Linked DNA regions of Mus musculus: all the other regions are linked to region 5. A link is a contact called in public HiCAR-type, HiChIP or PLAC-seq and promoter capture Hi-C data. All regions are on one chromosome and are shown on one strand. Each heading gives the region's core, a stretch centred on a gene start, on an enhancer-like site or on the middle of the called end of the contact. The rest is flanking DNA. Distances are from core to core; before and after follow the strand shown.

Region 1 (2,945 bases), core at 9-2,508, 2.0 Mb before region 5:
GCCTAGCTGAAAACAATATTCTTGAAGTTGGTCTACAAACCTAAGTGCTAAAAATGTAGGTATATTTTACAGATGAATATTCAGAAGTTCTTGAAAATTCTCCGAAGAAATTGCCCAGAAACATTAAAAAACAACAGATAATAAAGTGTCAAACGAGGTCACATAAGTAAATATCTTTAAAACACAAAGCCAACAAGTACCTGCTACGTGCTAGTGATTCATATATGTAATTCCAGCTATTCAAGGTGAGTGGAGCATGGAAAACTCCTGACTACAAATCAAGGTCAAGTGCACTCTTAGTGGCATTTCAACATTAAAAAGTAATAAAAAAAAGCCAGGTAGTGGTAGACAAGCCTTTAATTCCAGTACTCAGGAGGCAGTGATCAGGTGGATCTGAGTTCAAGCTGATCTATAGCTGGAGTTCCACTTTACCCAGAACTATGCAGAGAAACCCTCTTCTGAAGAAGAAAAAGAAGTAATGAGGACTGAGTATGAAGCTCAGTGCTGGAGCCAATTTCCAGGGTTGATGTCAGTGACAAGGGCATCAGCTAAGGAGGTTAGTGATTCCCTTTCTAAGATAAATTAAGGATACTGGTAAGGGATATGCCAGTATGAGTCAAAGGATACAATGTGTATATAAACTTTATTTACTTGTTTGTTCCTCATTTTATTCTATTATTGTATATGGGTTTTATGCGAGTATCCATAGGACACTCCCAAAATGCTCCTTGCATCAGAATCATACCTTGTGAGCAACAACTGAGTTTTCATCAACAGAATTCGGAAAATACACAAATCAGAAACCCAGAAGAGTTCTGAGCTATGCTCTGTTTTTGAAGCCGGACACTAGTAACCAAAGGGCAAGACTGCAGTAAATTCCCGTGTGAGCCCAGCCTAGGCCACAGACCATGATCACTTTCCCTTCCCCATAACCGCCCCCACCCCACCCCACCCCCCAAAAAAAAGACATAACAAAAACTTGCTCGGTCTTCTGGAGTCTTTTCTTCCACAAAAGACTTTTATCTACCGTAAAAAGAAGGCTGTGCAATTATCTCTGGGACCCTACCCGACACAAGCAGCCACCACAGCTCGAGATCTACTCCACTGGCTCGGCCCCTTGTACCCCGTACCCCAACGTTCGCAACCGGCCTCTCCGCGGCTCGCCCCGCCCCTAGCCCCTCCCGGAACGCCCCGCCCCTCGGCTCCTCGCCCCGCCCTCTGGCCGCAGGCCTCTGCGGCGGCCTAGGCGCTCCTCAGCGCCTGCTCAGTGCGGGCCGCGGTGCGCGAGGTGGCGAAGGCCGCGGCGCAGCCATGGCGTCGGCCACACTGGGCAGCTCGTCGAGCTCTGCGTCCCCGGCCGTGGCCGAGCTATGCCAGAACACCCCGGAGACCTTTCTGGAGGCCTCCAAGCTGCTGCTCACCTACGCCGACAACATCCTGAGGTGCAGCCGGGGCCCTCGAGCCTGAGGGCCGCAGGCGGGCGGGGCCGCGGACACTCGGGCCTGAGGCGGGGCGGGCTGGGCGACGAGGGCCCGCCGAGGCTGTCACTGAGTTTGACAGCTGTGCTGTCCCATCTCGCTGCAGGATCCCGGCGCTGTGGCTCAGCCCGAGTGCCAGTTAAACGTTCACGCCGAGTTTGGCGGTTGACACATTTATAGTTTAAGTTACGAACTTTGTGTCAAGTCACCTTTGTACTGAGTGCAGCACTTTCCACAACTGGCTGGGAGTTTGAGTCAGCACCTCCCATGGCCGCTCCGGTCAAAGAGTGTGGGGAAGGGATGCGGAGGGGCAGACAGTGGAGGTCACTTCAGTTGAGCCCCTGGGCGCTGGCTCTTACAAACACACCGACCCGAAGTCTGTAGGAATTCTTAGTTTAAAGGCTGTACAGTTCATGCGGACCAGCTTTAGAGAGTTAGTTGTTAGAGACATTGAGGTGTTGTCCTGTACCCCAAACTGGCATGGAACTTGATCTGTACCCCAGAACTCATGCCAGTCACGACCTACCAAAAGCTGAGATTACAGGTGTGTGCCACCACAACCATAATTCTTCATTTAGGTGACATTAGTGATATTTAAAATATATTTGAAAAGGGAATATAATGTGATTCTATGCCAGATGTTATGCAGCATTTGGGCTTGCACATAATTGTGACTTGTGTGAAGATGGCCTTCCTCCTTTATGACACCTCAGCTTAACCCTGAGATCTCACAGCACCTCAGAGTACAAGGTGTCTGAAAGAACTCATAAGCTTGATTCTCCAGAGCCCACAGCTGGCGTTTCATACTGAATTGTTTAAGTCTTCAACCTCCCACCCCCATACATAAGAGAAGGATGGATTTGTAAAGACATTTCGATTCTGTTAGTACAATGAAACCAAAGATGCTAAGATCAGAGTACTTTGAAAGATAGCTTTGCATGCAGACAGTTATTTCGGATCATGACCATCATTATGAATATTTACTAAATTTCTTAAAGAAACTGGTTCATTTTACAGCCTTTACTGTGGCTTACATTTCTGATCTTGGAGTTTTTGTTTTATAAAGGAAATTAGAGCAGTTTGTAAGAGAAATGATTCAGGTTGATGTGAGAAAATGCTCCTTTAGTTTGTTTTCAACAAGTGTCCTTGTGTTCTTAGAATTCAAGGTCTGGCTTGGTTGGGAGATGATATCCTGCTTCTTCATGTCCAAATCCAGTGACTTCTTAACTCTTAAGGAAAAGCTCCATGTCTTCCTGGTCCCTGACCGCACATTATAATTATACTTCTGTAATTTGGTAGAGAAAATCAGGTTCCTCTTTGCATTGCTATTTTCTTTTAAACCCACTAGTGCCATAGTGGAGGCACTATTGAAGGCATATTGTCCCAGCATCTCATTTGCCTCAGTATCAGAACAATTTATAGAATGGATATGCAAATAAAAATGCATTAGCTTGTTTTGAAGTAGAT
Region 2 (3,106 bases), core at 592-3,091, 1.8 Mb before region 5:
TTGGCTTTCTGATTGGAAGGCAACTTAGGAAAGGCCTTTGACTCACTTTTCTCCTGATTCTGGGAATTTCATTTCTTATTCAATTTCTCTGATCTGTGTCTCCATCTTGGTTAGCACACTGTGAGTTTTGTCTTCCTTTTTCAGCCCAAACTGTCACTGGACAGTCGTGTCGTCCCGTTCCCCTCCCCCCCTCCCCCCCCTGCGTGCAGCTTCCTTGTCCAAGGTTTCCTAAAGTTCTCACGCCATAAGGACATACCCCACCTAGATCACCCATCCACCTCCCCTTTAACCTCACCTGCCTCACCCTTAGACCTCCAAAAGGGTCTCAGAAGCATCATTTCTTCTAGAAGTTTCCAATGCATTTGGTCAGTAGAGCAACATCTATCTGCGCCTTGACTTTTAAGACTAAATTTTAACTTTTTTAGCTATAACAAACCTGTTTTTTTTTTAATTATTTATTTGTTTTATGTATGTGAGCACACTGTTGTCCTCAGACACACCAGAAGAGGGCATTGGATCCTATTACAGATGTTCTGAACCAACATGTCGTTGCTGGAAATTGAACTCAGGACCTCTAAGAAGAGCAGTCAGTGCTCTTAATGTCTGAGCCATTTGTCCAGCCCGTAACAAACTTATTGAAACAACGACTTTGCACTTGCCTTTCTGGGTGGTAGCCTGACTGTGTGGGATGCAGTGATGAATGCAATCTAAGGTCCCTGTAGGCCTCAGGGAAACTGGACCTGCTCAGTCCTCTCAACATTTACACTTAAAATTCTCTGTGCAGTGGGAGGTGAGCCTGGCAGGTGTTGTCAGGGTTGAGCCAGGACTCTGTACACTGTGGCTCCAGGTTTGGCTTAGTGTTCTAAACAGCTGTGTTTGGTAACTGTGTAGCCAGTCTTGGCTTCTGTGCTTGTCCTTAAAATGAGGTTAGATGCCTCTACTTCTGCCTGGTTTGTTTCCTACTATCCACACAGGCTTATAGGTCTTGTTGTTACAGTGTCATACATGTCACAACACATGTCACATACATGTATACAATGCACTCACAATCACATCCATCCTGCCTCTCAAGCTTTGCTCCTGCTCTGCACCCTATGCAGTCTTTCCTTCTGTCTTGCATGTCCTTGTCCTCCAAACAGTTTTCCTTTCACTTTCATGTAGTTCTGTAAAAGTTAGAGACCACACTGCAGAGGAAACAGGCCATTTGTTTCTATGTGTCTGGCTTTATTTCACTTTACATAACACTGTCCAGTTGTATAAGTTTTTCTGAAAATGACAGAACTTTACTCTTTATGGCTGGATGAAACTACTATTAGTACTACTACTACTACTACTACTACTACTACTACTACTACTACTACCACACCACACACACACACACACACATCTTTGTTCACTTGTCTGTGTACTGCTGTGAACGTAGCTGCAGTGAAGAGGACAAAGATTCACTTTGTGCTTCTAACTGAAGACATTTTAAGGTGAAACAGCAGATGAGGTGAGGCTTGCAGAATGAGGCAAGGGTGAGGATGGATGTGGGTCACTGCTGTGACCTTTCACCTACTTATTCCCTGCCCCTTAGCTGAGTCCAGTCAGCTTGCTCTGGGTCCTGCTGTCTTCTATGTGCTGATGCATTTTTCCTTTACATCAACCAAATGAAGAAGGGGTTTGTTCTCCCGCTAGAGAGGCCAAAACAAAAGATGCTAAGCTATGCAGCCACCTGCCTGGAGTTTGTCCTGAGAGCAAACACAGAGGATAATTTTAGGCTGTGTACCTCATCACCAGGTGAGACCATCAGCTGGACATTGCCCCAGTCACGTGACCTGACTCAACAGAGAGATTTCTACTTTGGAACTCTTCCACAGTCATCAGTGAAGAAACAGAAGACCAGAGAAATAGGTTCTAAAATGACTGACCCAGAGCCCTGAGAGATTGAGTAACCCAGAGTCACCGAGCCTAGCTAACAGCCAGGTGGGTTGCAAACCAGCCTATCCTTAGGGAAAATTGAGCCCAGAGAGTGCTCCCGTCTCTCTCCCTCTATCACTAATGTGGTAAATCCAATCTGCTGTATTTGGTTTCTCCCCAAGCCCCACACATATCCTTATCATTCTCATTTGCTCTCTTGGCAAGCACAGGGAGTATGATTTCAGCTTCTGGGGGACACCTCTGCATCCTCTTTCAAAAGAGCCTCTGGGGGATGCCAGGAGACACAGAAAAGCAGGGACCTTTTTCAGTATTCAGCTCTGGTCTGCCCCTTTCCTCAAAAAAGACCAGATATTGAGTGTTATTCCCAAATTGAACACATAGAACTCTTCAAAAACCACAACGTTTGAAATGTGGTTGCATGTGTTTTATAAAGTTTCATTAATAATGAATGTCACCTCTGTTGAGAATTCAGTATGTATCTACGCAGGTAATACTACCAGAGAACACCTAATGAATAAAGGAGCCAATCATTGGGCAAGTAGGTGGGACTTCCGGGTTGGATGGAGGAAGAGAGGAACAGGAGAGAGTTAGGTCCTTTTTGGAAAAGGAACAGCAGAGGGAAAAGATGTCTGCTGCTCATTTTAACCCACTATATAAGCTAACAGCCTTGTGTCTTGGTTAGAGTCTCCAGTGCTGTTAATAGCATGGCTTGATGAAAAGACAGTTGGGGAGGGAAAGATTTTTTGAAACTTACAGCTTGTAGTCATCCAGGGAAGTCAGGGTAGGAACTGACAGGGAGGTGATCGAGGAGTGCCACTAACGGACTCAAGCTCCCTGCCTTGCTAAGCTTGTTTTCTTATACAACTCAGGCCCTAGGGGTAGCACCCCTGGACCTCCAACATCAATGATTAATCAAGGAGATGCCTGCCAGATTTGCCTGGAGGCCAGTCTTATTTTAATTGAGTCCCTCTTCCCAGATACACGAGCTTCTGTCAAGTTGACAACAAGAACCCCACGAGATCAGGACGCCGTTCTAACACACATTTTGCTTTATGTGCTTACTTTTGTTTCTGAGACAGGGTCTTGCTGCCTCTTGCTCTCAACTGCTGAGAGTGCCACCATGCCCAGCCTGAAAAGCCACTATGTGTTGGCAGCCTTCACTGCCCTGTCACTATCTCCTTCC
Region 3 (3,034 bases), core at 368-2,867, 1.9 Mb before region 5:
GCATTCCTCATTTCTGCTCCTACAGCCATCATGTGTACACTCTACATGACTAGTTACTTGGCCTTTGGTTGATCTTTCTCCTCTGGAATTTTAGGCAGTGTATTAATTGTATATAGTGTATATTATTTGATGACTCTTTTTTTTTTTTTTTTTTAGTAAGCATTCTCTTTTCCAATTTATTCTCATGCCAAAGGAACTTCTGTAAGGGAGGCAACAGTAAGGCTGAGGGACTTGAATCTTAATAGACTCCTGTCTATTAATTTTAGATTTAGTTCTATGCATAGTTTCTTAATGTATGCTATTGGTTCAGCATCTTCATTTTAAAAATTTAAATGTGGTACCACTTTGTCTTGATCCTGTAAGTTTTGACGTCTTTTTTTTTTTTTTTTGCTTTTATTTATCCCCATATATTTCCTAAGTTATTTTATGATTTCTTCTTTGATTCTTAAATAGTTTACAAAAAACGTTTTAGTCTGTATCTGTGCAGTAACTGATGGGAAACTAATAGAACTCCTTAGTATATGAGAATTGTTTTCTTGTATTGCTGTCAGGATTCTCTCCCTCGTGACTTTTTTTTTTATGAGATTGGGAATTGAACTCATTGCCCCCTGGATGGGCCTATGGCTTATCCATGGCGTTGGCAGTTTGATTATGTATCTTAGTACAGGTTCCTTAGGTTTGTGCTTGCTTGACTGTGAACTTCTTAAATTTGTCAATTTCTCTCCTCATATTTGGAAAGTTCTTCCTATTTTTATCTTCTCCTTTAGACATTGTGTAACATTCTGTTTGACTGATGATAGCCTGTGAGTCAAGTTCTTTTAATTTTTCTTAATTCTTTCTTTGGTGGTTCCTTTGTCATTGTCATTTCTTTCTTCATAGTTACTATTTTTTCTTGTGATTGGCCAAGTTGAGTCTTCATATATTTTAAGTTATTCTTCAGTTTTAGTAACAATGTTTGAGTCTTTTCATTTATTTTCTGTTTATCTCATTTTGTTTACTATTTTGCTGATTTTCTGGTTTTGTTGTGTATCTGGACAGTTCCCTGAGCTGCTTCTTACCTCCATCTCTCCCTTTCCTTTATCTTCTTGTTACCATTATTTTTTCCTTTTCTCTTTCTCTCCTGTCTTCTCCTGTCCCCTCCCCTCCTTTCCCTCCACTCTTCTCCCCTCCCCTCAACATCTTCTCTAAGCCTAGTCTAAACTTTATTTATAGCAGTCCTTCTGCCTTAATTTCTCAAGTTCTAGGATTACAGATGGGAGCACCCACAGCCCATGGAGATTTAAGTCTATCCCTTGGAAGGTTTTGTGTGTGTGTGTGTGTGTGTGTGTGTGTGTGTGTGTGTGTGTGCTTCCCCTTTTATTTATTTGTGTTGCTTTCTCTCAGGGTTAGCTCTTCTTAACAGTCTGGTTCTAGTCTGGGTGGTTTCTGCAGCTAGTTAGTCCATTCAGAGAGTCACGAGACTTTGCAAGCCATTTCTAGGGGTGTAGCGTCTCTGGGCTTGTTCATGGAAGAGCATTGTCTGTATCTTTATTTAGGGAACAGTCTGGGCAACTCCTCTGCCCTACTGTGTCCTCTCACACACACTGTAATAAGCCATGGTACTAGAGCTCCACCTAATGTCTATCCTTAGAACTACAGACTCTGGGTGCTGGACTAAATCATTTTGATTTCCTTTGTTCTCAGTTCAGCTACTGTTGCCAGTGCTAGATTCAAGAAAGACAGCAAACAGTCCCTGTGGTAGCACTTCTACTTTCCCTTTGAAGGGAAAACTCTGGGAAAGAAGTTGCATTTCCTCCCGTCCTGCCTTGCAGAGAGGGCTCCTGGGCGTGGATGTGGTTTTGTATTTTTCACTCAAGAGACAGGACCTCTTAAGCAGTCTCTGGATTTCTTACAAGGACGAGTGATTCATTTATTACAGTTTAGTCTGTGTTTCAGTAGGGAAGGGGGTTTGGGGTTTCCTAAACTTCAGTCTTGTTGACATTAAACTATGTGTTCTGATTTTTAAGGTTTAATTCTTTGAACTTGATAGGTTAGATTCTCACCTCTTTTTCTCTTATATCCATTTGGGAGTAGATAGAAGGTAGGGTGGTGGTGGTGGCAACCATTTGTTAAGAAGGTGCAGGAATGTGGTTAACTTGTTGAAAATGTTTTGAGATGCTGTCCATCTCCAGTTATCAGTGCAGTTTAGCAAAAACTCCTAAGGCAAATTTCAAAATCTAAATTATGTAGACACTGACTTCAGGTTGACTTAATATTGAAAATATTTTCATTTTGATGTATGTTTTAGAGTTATAAACTTGATGAGAAAGTTTTTTTTCCCTATGTGCTTGTTATAGGTTTGCAACCTTTATGCCAATAGTCACATGCATTGAGACGCCTTTCTAAGTTATTGATAGAAAATTACCTTCCTTTGAATTAATATGTCTCACATTTTAAAGTAATTAGAGAATGATTTTAGTGATTATGATCTTTGTGCTAACTATTCTGAGGACCTGTATAGGTTATTACTTCTCTCTTTGCTGTGATAAAATACCTGAGAACAAAGCTTGAAGAGGACAGAGATTAGAGTGGAGGGTCCAGTTCATTTGATTACAACAGACAATAATTACCTTGTAAACAATGGACCACCAAAATGGTAGCTGCAGCTACATGAAAATGTTCCCAGTTGGGAGATGTTAGTTAAATCCAGGACAAAATGGGGGTAACTCTGGGCAGTTCAGAGGGGAAGACAGGTGTGAGAGTGGCTCTAACTGTGGGACCAGGCCATACTGCAAGCTGATTGATCATATTACATGTGCATTCAGGAAGCATAGTGCTGGTGATGTCCTTGTTTTCTCCTAGTGTATTTACTTTACATAAGCTGCTCACAGTCAGGGTAGCTTTTTTCCATTTTTGTTAAACTGTTCTTGAAACATCCTCACAGATACATCCACAAATTTTGTCTTCTAGGTTATTCTACATTTCATTAGATTGACAATCCCATCACAGTATGCATTTTACAAATAGTTTATTGCTATAAACATCGTAAGCCGGG
Region 4 (2,901 bases), core at 112-2,611, 1.7 Mb before region 5:
TCTTTTTTTCAAGAGACAGGGTTTCTCTGTGAACTCCTGGCTGTCCTGAAACTCACTCTGTGGACCAGGCTGACCTCGAACTCAGAAATTTGCCTGCCTCTGCCTCCCAAGTGCTGGGATTAAAGGCGTGTGCCACCACCACCTGGCGGCTTTGAACTCTTGATCCTCCTGTCCCGTCCTCCTTCCTTCTCATCAGTGTTCCTCAAAGTATGGCCTACAGCAGTAGCACGTCACAGTTAGGAGAGCTGGCCCTGGCCATCAGCTTGTAACTTTTCAGCGAGTCTGTGATGAAAAGCCATTCCCAACCTCATCTTTCATAAACAGACCAAATGCAATCAAAACCAAAATGGGTCTCTACAACAGAGACAGAGGAAAGCAAAGAGCATTCCAAAGCACAAACTAGAAACTCGCTCTAACAGACAAAATCATACCCTCAAGTTGGTGTAAAGGACCAAACCCTGACCGTCAGTTCTGCCCCTCTCCCACCAGGACTGGCAGACTACTGAGGTGCGGGGCCCAGAGCAGAGATCCCACCTGCACACTTAGGTTGCTGGTGAGATCTGGCCCCTTGAGCCAGTACAAAAGCAAAACCAGTACCACACAGAGGCAGCACTCACTGCCATAACCGTAGGAATTGTCTCAGTCTCAAAGCAAAGAGGAAAAACCTTAAAACAAAACAAACCCCCAAAACATAGTGGGTTTTGCACTCAATGGCTGGACTCACCTGGGAAAACAGTATAAATGTCCCTTTGTCAACAAACCTGAGTTTGGTTTAAACACACAGAATGTCTCCAACAATAGCTGCTTGACAATTCCTTTCGTGCTTGGCATTTTTCTAAAGGTTAGATTAAGAAGCAGATAACACATTTAAGAGCTCAGTAGACTCTTTGGCCTTTGTGAGAGCTAATTTACAGCCCACTAGACCCTGTTGACAGATTACAGGATTCTATGTTCAGCTTGATTAGAGGCAGACAGGCAGGCAGGCAGGCATCAGGCATCATGAAAGGCCTGCCTCTTTACTAGAACCTTCTGATTAAGACAGTATTTTAATGCGGCCTCTGGGCAGCTGATACTTATGTGGAAAAGGAGCTGTAAAGCAAAAGGCATTTCCTGCACAGCCCCTGGGGAATTTGGAGCCTAGCTCTCGGGTAAGCGGGTAGGAATCATTGCAGCTAATCAAGGGCAAGAGGCAAGTTGCATTTGGCCAAAACATGCAGTTAGGTTTGAATTTTGTTGGCACCAGAGAGCTGATCTTGTTTCCCTTCCCCCCTTCCCCCCTCTACTTTTCTGAGGATTCTCTGCAGGAGAATCCAGGGCTCAGCTCACATACATAGAGAAGAAAGTCAAAGGAAACGCCAAAGTTCATCTAAAGTACAAGTAATTAGAACCAGATTTGGCTGTTACAGTGCGCTTGTGTGAGTGAGCTTGCAGAGCTTTTTTATTAACATGTCATTTGCAGGCCTGGGGACCCCTGGATGGGGTGTGCGGAAAACTCTGCACCAACCATGCCTGGGGAGATGGCTCATGGGCTCAAAGGGAGGTTTGTAAGTGTACAGTTCTCTAGGAGGGCAGGCCCACCAGTAACGCAGCCCTAGGAGGCTTCACAGAGAGGCAGCAGCAAAGGGAAACCACAGCCCAACCTTGGCATCCTGGCTCCGTAACCTGCACGTGACCCCGACACTGTGTGTGCTTTCCCTGTCAGCGCTGACCATAAAGAAGCTGCGAAAGGGTGTGGGATTCTCTCCTACTCTGACCATGCATGTAACAGGTGCTGCACATAGGCAGGGGTTGACAAAGCTCCGTGCCAAAGACTAATTTCTGAGTCACTAAAGAAAGTCTTGCTTTCCATAGTACAGTTCCTGACCCTCATCTGGATGGTCTTTTAGGGCACAGGACCCAGCCTGTCCTGAGACTCTGGACCATCTGGGCATCCTAAGGAAAAGCCAGGTAATTCCTGTGCACATTAATATTTAGATAGTATAACATAAAAAATGCCATTCACTATCCTCACCACCTCCCAGTTGGCTCAGGAACTCCACCAGGTCCCCACTTCGGGGGGTGTTTCAAGCCTTAGATGTAGGCTTTGTGGAATTAGCTTGTGATAACCCAGGAACTCAGTTCTTGCTCATGAATTTGGCTGTGGCTCCCACCAGTGCTGGAAGAACCCTGAAGGAACAGTATCTATGTCTACTAAGCAGTAGTCTTGCTTGCCCATCACCAAAACCATAGGGAGGGAAGGAGCAGGAGCTCTCCCATGTGCTCAAACACATTCTACTCTCTTTAATCCACAAAAATAATTTCCCAACACTGGCATGATTCAAGCTCTGGGACTCAAAGAGAGAGGCTGTCGTTCTGCTTGTGACTCCCCACCTGTTTGAGCTCACCACCGATTGGAGACCTCACTCCTGAGAGTGACATTTACCATAGTTAATGATGTCATATTTTCACAAGGGACCACAACAACATGACACCTATATTTCATCTCTATCACATGCATCCCACTTCAAGGAACATACGTGAACTATGTGAGTCTGTTTTCTGAGACATCTTAAGTCAGCTTAGGACAAGGTTCAAATAGTTCTTTCCTAAAAAGCACAATAGGCTGACACTTCTGCATGTTAATGATCAGGCTGGAGGTACTGGAGATAGAGCTACATTGAGAGAACACATGCTGAGTGAACCTAGGAGTCAGGTCAGCATGGGACTGATGTGGCCACAGCATTAAGGTTCTCCCAGAGAGATTATCCGAATGCCACATGGTTCCGTTCCACATTCTACTTCTAAATTAGGAGTCTAATAGCCTTTAAGATGGTTATTGTACTAACATTGTTTTCACGTGTTCAAATATCCCAGGTAGAAAGTAGACTAAAACATGAATATTAAATCGTCCATCATGCATGC
Region 5 (2,870 bases), core at 45-2,544:
CGATGGTTTTTAAAAGTGCAAAGAACTCAAAATATTCAAAATGAAAACTTCATTTGCTTCAGGTATAAGGGTCATCACTGCGGTCGACTAAAGCGAAGCGAGGAAGGTTAGGTATTATATGACCATGTCTTTTGGGGGTTCAAAGTCAGTCCTGAAAACAAAAGGGGTTATTTTGTTCTTTGGGCATTTTGAGTGAGGATCTCACACAGTAGCCCATGCTTGCTACTTTCTGCCGCCATCTGCCTCAAACTCTTGGGCGCGAAGCTAAAACGTTTTTAACGTAAATAAAAGTTTTACGTAAGGTTCTGAAATCCTAGATCACCAGTCCTCAGATCAGAGCGAGCTGCGAGCAGAAAAGCCCCTCCCCTCCCCTCCATGCTTAAAAGGACTTCTAGGCTAAGTCCCCCTGGAAGCGAATTGCTCTGTACACGCTGTCCATCCGGAAGGTGCTGCGCGACTCCCGCAAGACTCTGAGCGAGAACGACCTACGCACTCCCTGTCTAGCAAGGTCAGCCCTGCCGGGGTCACCCGGGGACGCGCAGGCTGCCGCGCGCACTGCGGCGGGACCAGCGCCGAACTTGCGGCGGATGCGCATGCGCAGCGGGCCCCGCAGTGGGCAACAGCGGGAGACCCGGGACCGAGGCCACGTCACGGCGGAGGCCCCGGGGGCGGGGCCTCGCGCAGACTATGGGCTCCCCCCGCGGCACCGCCCCCACGTGTTCCTCCGGCCCCGGGTAATGTGGGTCGCCCCGCGGCCTCACGTGTCTCCGCCCGCCACCACCCAGCTCGCATTATGTAATGCTGCGTCACTCGCCCGCGCAGCCAACCAGCGCCCGCGCCGCCGAACGTAAACACACCGTGCACGTGGCCAGTGCGGCAGGGCCATGTGAGGGGGGCGTCCGGCGCGCGGGGAGCCCGAGTGCGGGATCCCAGCAACCCCACGCGAGATGGACGCACAGACACGCATCCCTGACCCCCGAGCCTCCCTCCTACATTTACCTGCGTTCAGCTCCATGGCGCTGGACAGGGTGCGGCCCTCACCGCGCCGCCCGGGACTGCAGGCGGTGGCGCTCGCGGGCCCACATCATGAGCACCGGGTGCGGGCGGCTCCTGGGGGCCGCACGGCACAAGCGCGGCACAGCAGTTTCCTGTGGCAGGGCTCGGCAGCGGGCACGGCAGCTGACCTGGAGGGCTCCTCGACCATGTGATCCGCGCACACCCCCCTCCTCCGCCGCCGCCGGCGGTGCGGTGACTCCGCCCGCTCCTCCTCCTCAGGCCGCCCGCTCCTCCTCTCCTCGACTCTCCCGCTCCTACCCTTGGCTCCGCCCACTTCCTCTATACAGGCTCCGCCCCCAACGAGCGGTCCTGACCTCTTCTTCCAATCCGTGGACCCACCAGCCCCTCCCCAGACACGCCCTCTCCTTTTCCCTCCATTCCTTACACTCTGGCTCTGGACTTTCCCTTCTCCCGGCTCCGCCCCCTCTGTTTGGATACGTCTCTCCCTGGACTTGGCCCGTCGGCCCCGTCCCCTCCCGTTGCTCCTGTTCAAGCCTCGCCCCTCTGCCATGCCGGGCCCGGCCTTCCTCCCAGCACCGACCCCGCCCACTTCACCTCACCCCCCTCCCTCCTTCCCAGCCTGTCTCGCAGCCGCTTATCCCTTGCCTGCAGATCTCCCGCTGCTAGAGGTTGTTTGCTCCCTCCTCCCTAGCACAAGCCAATCTGGTCACCTCCATGGTCCCACATGGTTACTGCCGCCAAGCTTTCCAGGACTCTGAGCTTGACTGGCGTCTCCTGCCCAACGCTCTCAACATCTAGCTTCCGGAGTCAACCCTTCATTTTCCTATCACCTTAGGTGTTTTATCCAGGCTCATCACCTAAATAAACCTGTGTTGTGGTGATCCTCACATTCACATTTCCAGCGAAAATCTCAGCTCTGGATTCCCATATCCATCAGCGGGTTAGGAATGTCCCTTGACCTCTCTCTCATTTAGGATGTGTACATGCATTTTTAGAACTCAGCAAAAGTATACTACAGACTGGTGCATTTCACCTTGCATGTAAATTTTCTAGCAAACTGAAAATGGAAACAAATTAGATACGTGCTTGAGGTGAATCCAGGAAGATGTGCTTTAAGGTATATATTTTAAATGAGCTAACAGATATTGGCACCGATAGGACAGTTTATATGAAATTTTAGGCTTTGGGTATGACCGTTGCAAAATGCATCCCAGTTTGCCCAGGAATATTTAGGTATAGAATGTTGGAGCATGTCGTAAGATAGACAAGTTTACATGTGAACATTTCCCCACTTTCCACCAATAGCAATCTTTTCTGTTAGCTAATCAGCCTGAAATCAGCAATTTAAACGTTTCTAACAGGCGAGAAATCGCTGCTTTTTATACTCTATTTCATCCTTAGCAAGTTGAGCTAGACTACCCTCACAATACCTCTGCTGTTCTCCCCCCAAACACATCTGGGGTGGGAGCCATGGCTGTGAGTCTAGATCCGGTCTAGCCTGGGCTGCTGCAACAACTCTGGAGTCGGCTCCAACAGTCTTTTCTCCCCAGCAGTTATTTTTAAAACAGTAAATAGACCCTATGACTCTGCCTCAACACTGAAAAACTCCACGGTCTTCCCCTAATCTGCTCAGCTGAGTAAGAACTCTGCCCGGGTCTCATAAGGTCTCTGACCCAGATGTCCTCTACTTCCTTGCCTCCAGGCTTAATCATCCTCACAGGATATCAGTGCAGGTTTCCCAGCTTCTATTGCAGCTTGCCTTTGCATATGGGGTATCAACTACCATCTACCTCAAGTAAAATGAGGTTAATGCAAACGTTCTAGAAAGAAAAATCACAAGTGGGTCATGCTCT
Region 6 (2,771 bases), core at 163-2,662, 1.9 Mb before region 5:
CCAGCTGATTTATTACACGTGGGTGTTTCCTCTAGATTGGCCACAACTACTTTATCTCATCCCCAATGTATAGATACCAAATTGAAAAGCTAAATGGGAGCTAACTGTACAATGAGATCTTAATTTTCCTTCTTAATTTGCTCTTCCCTCAAAAGCCTATGTAGTTCTGAGATAGAGTCTCTGTAACTCATGCTGGCCTCAAACTGGGGACAATCCTCTTCCCTCAGATTGCCACATGATAGAATTTCAGGGATGAACCACCACACTTGACCTTTATCCCCAAGACTCTAGAAATCTGCAAAGTCTAATTAACAGGAAATTCATAAGTAATCCAGAAAGTTTTGAAAAACTAAATAGCTGCTACTGTAAGGCCTGACAGGGCATGTCACAGAAATGTCACACTATGAGTTGCTACTCCAGCTACCTTATCAGTCTTCAAATGTGTAGTCTTGAAGCAGGCTGATCCAGACTTTGACCTTGCTGCCACTGAGAAGGAGATTACCTAGGGTAGAGCCTTCTGACCTTGATGGCTCTATTTGCTCTTCTCCAAGACTCTGCTTCCTGCTGAGAGGTACTTGAGACATTGTTCCGGAGACACACCCTGTAGATCACCTACGGGCTAGCTCCAGGCACCAAGATTGAGCTGGCAGGGGATGGGCCTACCCTCTTTATAAACACAGACTCTCAGTAAACTTCAGAGGCTTTGAACAGAAAGGTTTGTCTTGGCCTCTTTTCTCACCATCTGATCTCTTTTAGCCCCAGCCTGCCTTTCAGAGGAACCCAGTTCCCGTGGCCGCAGGCAGCTACACAAATGCTTCAATTGGTAAAGTTATTTTAGCTAAAAATTCAAACAAGATAGTCATGAAAATAAAAATTGCTGCCTCCACCCCCAACCCTATACTATTTCCAGAGGTGACCAGCAAGACTACTGATGTGGGATACCCAAGACTTCCTGTGGGCTTCACCTGTGTGCATAGATCAGCTTTCATATCTTTGGGTTTTTTTCTCTATGGATGTGCAGCCTCTCTCTGCTAGCTTTATTAACACTTTTAGAAATCTGTTCATTTCCAGTCATTAATCTCCTCATTTTATACCACACTGTTTTGTAATTTATACTGTCACTTTATTTACAGACTGTTGTTTTCTTTTTATTGCTAGATTTATTGTGTAGAACATCCTTATACATATTTCACATAGAATATATGCAAAGATATGTGCATTTAATATTTTGGTGGCTATACACTTAACAATGGTATTAACGAACAGCAATGTCCTCCCTTTTTTGCAAAAGCTAAATTGCAGTGGTGGCAGCCAGCCAGTGTTCCCTGCCTCTGAAGTCCCTTGTTCCCATTCCACACAAAATTAGAGCAGGCTCTGTGTCCAGTCAGCTGATGAATGTATGCTTGTGATCTTCTGAGGTCCGTCATTAAAGGCCTGCTGACTCTGGAAAGGCTCTCCTCTGTGACTCTGGGATAATCCAGCTAACTCCAGAAAAGGAAGAGATGGCCCTTCACTCTAAAAGCCAGCACTGACTAGCCCTTCCGCAGGGGCTCTGAGGCTGCACTTCCTGAGAGTGTGCTGCACAGGTCAGAGCTGTGCCACTCAGGACCAGCACTGCTGCATTCCTAGCATGTGCCGGAGCCTTGAGAATAAGTGGCCTTAAGAGACATGGAACGATTGTTACACAGCAATGGATAACTATGGTAAGTGTGCCATGTTTACGATCCTGCCATATGAAACCCTGGAGATTTACTGTGAGGTCGATTTCTCAGGTGCCACTAGATGCAGGGGCCACTTCAGAGGCCACTTTCCTTAGCTAGTTTTGCTTTCTGCTAATTTCCTGTTTATATATTCTTTTGAGTTCTTCCTTTTTCTTTTTTGAAGATGTAAACCAAGCCTACCTCTCTTCTCACTTCACTATAGTCATTATAAAATCCTGTAAGAGCCTCACCTTGCCTTTCTATTTTGTTTTATTGGGGTTTGAGGCAGTGTTGGTGGTAGCCCAAGCTAGCCTTGAACTCTGGATCCTGCTGCCTAAGCTTTAGAAATTCCAGGAATTTTCTTCTGTAGATCTGTGCCACAACTGTTAGCTTCATAGTTGTCCCAGCTTTCTTCCTCTTTCCGGGCATTGTGTACAATTCACAGTGGTGGCTTGTCTCCAGTATTTTTCAACTGAAACTTTTAAATGAAGATATTTGACATAACATCTGGATTTTGCATGCATGTTAAGAAGTGATATGTGGTGGCTGCTGTAGTCTATCTGTACAGACCCATACCCCAAACAGGAGCAGCTGGCAAAGCCTGTATCTGTACAGGCCTACACCCCCATGTAGGAGCAGCTGGCAAAGCCTGTATCTGTACAGGCCTATACCCCCATGTAGGAGCAGCTGGCAAAGCCTTCTCTAGGACAAGAATCCCTGCAGGCCCCAACCCTCCCTCTGTAAACCCCCAGCTTCAGTGACATCTCGTGCCAGTCACTCTTTTCTAATATATTTGCACCCATGTTCTTAAATATTCTGATTCCGTGTAGATCAAATGTAAAAATCGAAGTCAAACCAATACACTCCACATTTTATTTGATCATGGATTTTTGTACACAGTCCCATATAAGAGTTACCTGCGTAGAAGTGTTCTGCCCTATGAGAATCTTCACTTTATAGCTTTATGTTTATATTTCAGCCATTTAATATAGATTTTTTTTTAAAATGCAAGTTGCTTAAGCAAAGATAGTTAGAAATGCTGAGTAGTTTGTGAAGAGGCAGCTATCCTTA
Region 7 (2,762 bases), core at 237-2,736, 1.7 Mb before region 5:
TTTCTCAGGCCTGCAGCTGAGCTACTGTTGACTGATGAAGCTGAAGCACCATGTCAGCATCAGATAACCAAACAGTCAATATTGTTTTTGAAAACGAGGCTACCCCATTTAGATTTCTTTTCCTTTAACTGAAGTCCAGGCTCCTGACTGAATTGTAAGGTATGGAAATAATGAATGGCCAGCCCGAGGGGTGTTGGTGACCAGGAGTAACCTAGCAAAACAGAAACTTCTTAGACCAACAAAGTAACTCGGAGAGATGGCAGTGGGGTCACAGCTAAGACATATTGCCTTTTCTCGGTGAAGGGAACGAGGGAGGCAGCATCTTGCACCATCCTGCCCGGTACATTATGAACTCTGATTAACCGCCTTTACACGGTTGCATTCCTTGAAGAGACCATGTCATATTTTAATTACTTTGCACTGTTGAAATACATAAGGGGGAAGTGTTACTGAGCTCGTGGCTAATCCCAGCAAAGTTAAGTCCCCTCTCTACCCGTTACACAAATTGCATGGAATATCAGATTGCACTACTTGAAGAATGTTCAAAGTCCGTGGTCACCTTCTATTTTTCCCCTTCCTTTCGTACTTATTTAAAAACAAACAAACAAACAAACAAAAAACACCTATCTTCAAGAAAGAATAGGGTGGTAAGGGAGAACAGGGGCGCAGGAGCGTTTCAAGAAACCTCTCCAAGGGAATTTCAGCAGAGGGAATCCATATGCATGGCAGCCTATCACACCCCTTCAGCATTAAATCATTAAACCCTTTGTCTTGCCACCACTGCACTTTATTCCAGTGTCTTTATTGCATGCAAGAGAGACATTTATTTTTCCTTGGTAAAAGAAAGGAAAAAAAATAATAAACCTACATTGAGCAGTATGCCGGTGCTGCCATTCGGCCTGGGTGAATCCACTGAGGCAGGCTTTGAGAGCCTTTTCCTGCAGCATGCAGGAGGAAGGGCTCGCGGTGTAGAAATCCAGGATCTGCCCGGGACTCACTGACAGAACATCCATACAGTCAAACATGATCTCTCCGCACCGCGCTCTGCAAAAGTGCTTATCCTCTAGGTGTGGAGGCGAGCCGCACAGAAAAGTCCACGAACTCCATCAAACTCTGCCCCTTTTTTGGCACGTAGGCTGTTGGTCTTTTTCCCAGCCCCGAATCATGAATTATGACAGACAAGCCAGCTAAAAGCCTGTAATTGATCCAAATGATCATTTACCATTTTCCAGGCTCGCTCGGCCGATCCAGCCAGGGCGGGGGTTCCCGCACCGATCCCAAGTTCTCCCTTCCAGGCGACGCCCGCGCAGGCCTCCGGGAGCGCGCGGGTCCTACCCCGCCGGTGCCCAGACGCTCCCTGCCCGGGTGGCTCGCGTCCTCTGCATCCCAGTCTTGTGGCCGCGGCGCACGGGAACTCTGGTCCCCCCCTTTGGCAAAGAATAGACCCTCCTGCCTCGGAGCAGCTCACTTCCTACCACTTCTGTCACACGGAATGAAAGATTGAATTGCCTAATATATGCGAGTGAACTTTCGGTGAACCCTTCCCGGGCTGCTAACCTTCAAATGACCCAACCAGTCTGACATCACCAACTCCCAGGATTCTCACAGCGCTTAAAAACTCCCAGCAGCCCTGCAAGAGCCTTCAGCCAGCGAGTCCGCGGCCAGCCGCGCGGTGCTCCCCACGGCTCAGCGTGCAAACAATGCCAGGAGCGCAGGGAGGAGCGGGAGTGCGGCTGCGGTTTGCGCCTTTTCATCGGCCGGCCCTGGCAGGGAGACCCTCGCCCTCAGCTCGCCTCTGAAATTCCTCTCTGCTCTCCTGTTCCTGGCCAAGCCCTTGCAACTTAGGTATCTTTCCACTCCCGTAAAAGCACTCCGCAAGCCCCGAACTGCCCATCAGGAGCCCCGCCACCGCTCGCAGAGGGAAGCCTCTGGGGCCGGGAAACTTTCCATTAAGCCTGCCGTCTTTTTATTCCTTCTTCATATTATTATTATTATTATTATTATTATTATTTCCTCCCTTTTTCTCACTCTTTCAGGCTTTAGCTGAGCTCGCTGAAGGGATTGTCCTAGCTCCGGAGGGGAGAGAAAAGTCCCTTCTGGGATCTACTTAGACTTTAAAAACCCTGCAGGCAGAAACACCTGGAGCAGTCACAGATTAGTTGCACCAAACTCTGTTCCTAATCTCACCTTTCTCTTCTTTCTATCCACCACCTCCCTCCCCCCACCCCCCACCCCCCACCCCCCATTGCCAATCGCACTCTCACAAACACAGAAAGTGAAAGGCAAAACACAGAGACTGAGGTGTGTGTGTGTGTGTGTGTGTGTGTGTGTGTGTGAGAGAGAGAGAGAGAGAGAGAGAGAGAGACAGACAGACAGAGAGAGATATAGAGACAGAGAGAGACAGAGAGAGATATAGAGACAGAGAGAGACAGAGAGAGATATAGAGACAGAGAGAGACAGAGAGAGATATAGAGACAGAGAGAGAGAGACAGAGAAAGAATTTTAGATTCTGGTTTGCTGGTTGGTGAAAACAGTAACTCTGTCACTGGCCATCTGTGTGTCTAGGAAAATACTGATTTTCTCTAGGACCCAGTTTTCTCATCTGTATACCATCCATAGAACGTAAATAACTACCTGTCACTTCTCAATAAACACACAAAAGGAATATTAGCAGTGTCTCAGCCTCCTGTTTCTAGCTGTGGGACTTTTGCCAAGGATACCCAGACCTTCCTGAGGCTACAGTGTTCAGCAGTTAGTAGACT

What was found. Promoter capture Hi-C pulls out the DNA fragments that hold promoters and counts their contacts. HiCAR-type assays count read pairs that join an accessible place to other places. HiChIP or PLAC-seq counts read pairs in DNA pulled down with a chosen protein or histone mark.
Region 1: a contact with region 5 is called in a HiCAR-type map of astrocytes, with 4 times the contacts expected there. The contact joins the promoter of Ngly1 here to the promoter of Nr1d2 in region 5. A contact is called at or near these places in 16 of 39 promoter capture datasets (the 3T3-L1 cell line, 3T3-L1-derived adipocytes, the C10 cell line and 12 more), 9 of 484 Hi-C or Micro-C datasets (CD8 T cells, the G1E-ER4 cell line, LSK cells and 5 more), 9 of 115 datasets of contacts at active chromatin or transcription factors (acute myeloid leukemia, astrocytes, bone marrow-derived dendritic cells and 5 more) and 3 of 9 other capture datasets (adipose tissue, liver and macrophages).
Region 2: a promoter capture Hi-C map of liver shows a contact between it and region 5, with 5 times the contacts expected there. The contact joins the enhancer-like site here to the promoter of Nr1d2 in region 5. A contact is called at or near these places in 6 of 39 promoter capture datasets (3T3-L1-derived adipocytes, cranial neural crest, frontonasal cranial neural crest and 2 more) and 3 of 115 datasets of contacts at active chromatin or transcription factors (astrocytes, forebrain and stem cell-derived neural progenitor cells).
Region 3: a contact with region 5 is called in an H3K27ac HiChIP or PLAC-seq map of thymic regulatory T cells, with 12 times the contacts expected there. The contact joins the enhancer-like site here to the promoter of Nr1d2 in region 5. A contact is called at or near these places in 9 of 39 promoter capture datasets (the 3T3-L1 cell line, 3T3-L1-derived adipocytes, the HPC-7 cell line and 6 more) and 4 of 115 datasets of contacts at active chromatin or transcription factors (cardiomyocytes, large pre-B cells, pro-B cells and 1 more).
Region 4: a contact with region 5 is called in a promoter capture Hi-C map of liver, with 5 times the contacts expected there. The contact joins the enhancer-like site here to the promoter of Nr1d2 in region 5. A contact is called at or near these places in 7 of 39 promoter capture datasets (the 3T3-L1 cell line, cranial neural crest, embryonic stem cells and 3 more), 6 of 115 datasets of contacts at active chromatin or transcription factors (the NIH/3T3 cell line, embryonic stem cells, epiblast stem cells and 3 more) and 1 of 9 other capture datasets (adipose tissue).
Region 6: a contact with region 5 is called in a HiCAR-type map of embryonic stem cells, with 6 times the contacts expected there. The contact joins the enhancer-like site here to the promoter of Nr1d2 in region 5. A contact is called at or near these places in 5 of 39 promoter capture datasets (the HPC-7 cell line, embryonic stem cells, hippocampal neurons and 1 more) and 4 of 115 datasets of contacts at active chromatin or transcription factors (astrocytes, embryonic stem cells and large pre-B cells).
Region 7: a HiCAR-type map of astrocytes shows a contact between it and region 5, with 3 times the contacts expected there. The contact joins the promoter of Rarb here to the promoter of Nr1d2 in region 5. A contact is called at or near these places in 7 of 39 promoter capture datasets (the 3T3-L1 cell line, cranial neural crest, frontonasal cranial neural crest and 3 more), 4 of 115 datasets of contacts at active chromatin or transcription factors (astrocytes, embryonic stem cells, extraembryonic endoderm stem cells and 1 more) and 1 of 9 other capture datasets (embryonic stem cells).

Annotation. Positions count from the first base shown.
Region 1 is chr14:16,248,056-16,251,000 of GRCm38.p6, forward strand. Ngly1 (N-glycanase 1) reads left to right here and starts at 1,259. Exons shown (of 12, transcript NM_021504.3): 1 at 1,259-1,442. The coding sequence starts at 1,312. It also overlaps a transcript of Oxsm not described here.
Region 2 is chr14:16,477,975-16,481,080 of GRCm38.p6, forward strand. All of the region lies in intron 3 of Rarb (retinoic acid receptor, beta), which reads right to left. Among named protein-coding and RNA genes, the nearest start is that of Rarb, 96 kb to the right of the region's middle. Within about 2 kb of position 1,842, at least 12 of the 459 cell types and tissues checked have an H3K27ac peak or open chromatin away from gene starts, as enhancers often do. A contact at or near this core is called in liver, where this site is marked.
Region 3 is chr14:16,378,779-16,381,812 of GRCm38.p6, forward strand. The region is part of intron 1 of Top2b (topoisomerase (DNA) II beta); the gene reads left to right. Among named protein-coding and RNA genes, the nearest start is that of Top2b, 15 kb to the left of the region's middle. Within about 2 kb of position 1,618, at least 116 of the 459 cell types and tissues checked have an H3K27ac peak or open chromatin away from gene starts, as enhancers often do. A contact at or near this core is called in pro-B cells and thymic regulatory T cells, where this site is marked.
Region 4 is chr14:16,553,665-16,556,565 of GRCm38.p6, forward strand. The region is part of intron 1 of Rarb (retinoic acid receptor, beta); the gene reads right to left. Among named protein-coding and RNA genes, the nearest start is that of Rarb, 20 kb to the right of the region's middle. Within about 2 kb of position 1,362, at least 91 of the 459 cell types and tissues checked have an H3K27ac peak or open chromatin away from gene starts, as enhancers often do. A contact at or near this core is called in the NIH/3T3 cell line, adipose tissue, extraembryonic endoderm stem cells and 1 more, where this site is marked.
Region 5 is chr14:18,237,812-18,240,681 of GRCm38.p6, forward strand. It overlaps Nr1d2 (nuclear receptor subfamily 1, group D, member 2), which reads right to left and starts at 1,295. Exons shown (of 8, transcript NM_011584.4): 1 at 1,000-1,295. The coding sequence starts at 1,015.
Region 6 is chr14:16,312,754-16,315,524 of GRCm38.p6, forward strand. No RefSeq gene overlaps it. Among named protein-coding and RNA genes, the nearest start is that of Top2b, 51 kb to the right of the region's middle. Within about 2 kb of position 1,413, at least 64 of the 459 cell types and tissues checked have an H3K27ac peak or open chromatin away from gene starts, as enhancers often do. A contact at or near this core is called in embryonic stem cells, where this site is marked.
Region 7 is chr14:16,573,990-16,576,751 of GRCm38.p6, forward strand. Rarb (retinoic acid receptor, beta) reads right to left here and starts at 1,487. Exons shown (of 8, transcript NM_011243.2): 1 at 869-1,487. The coding sequence starts at 1,025.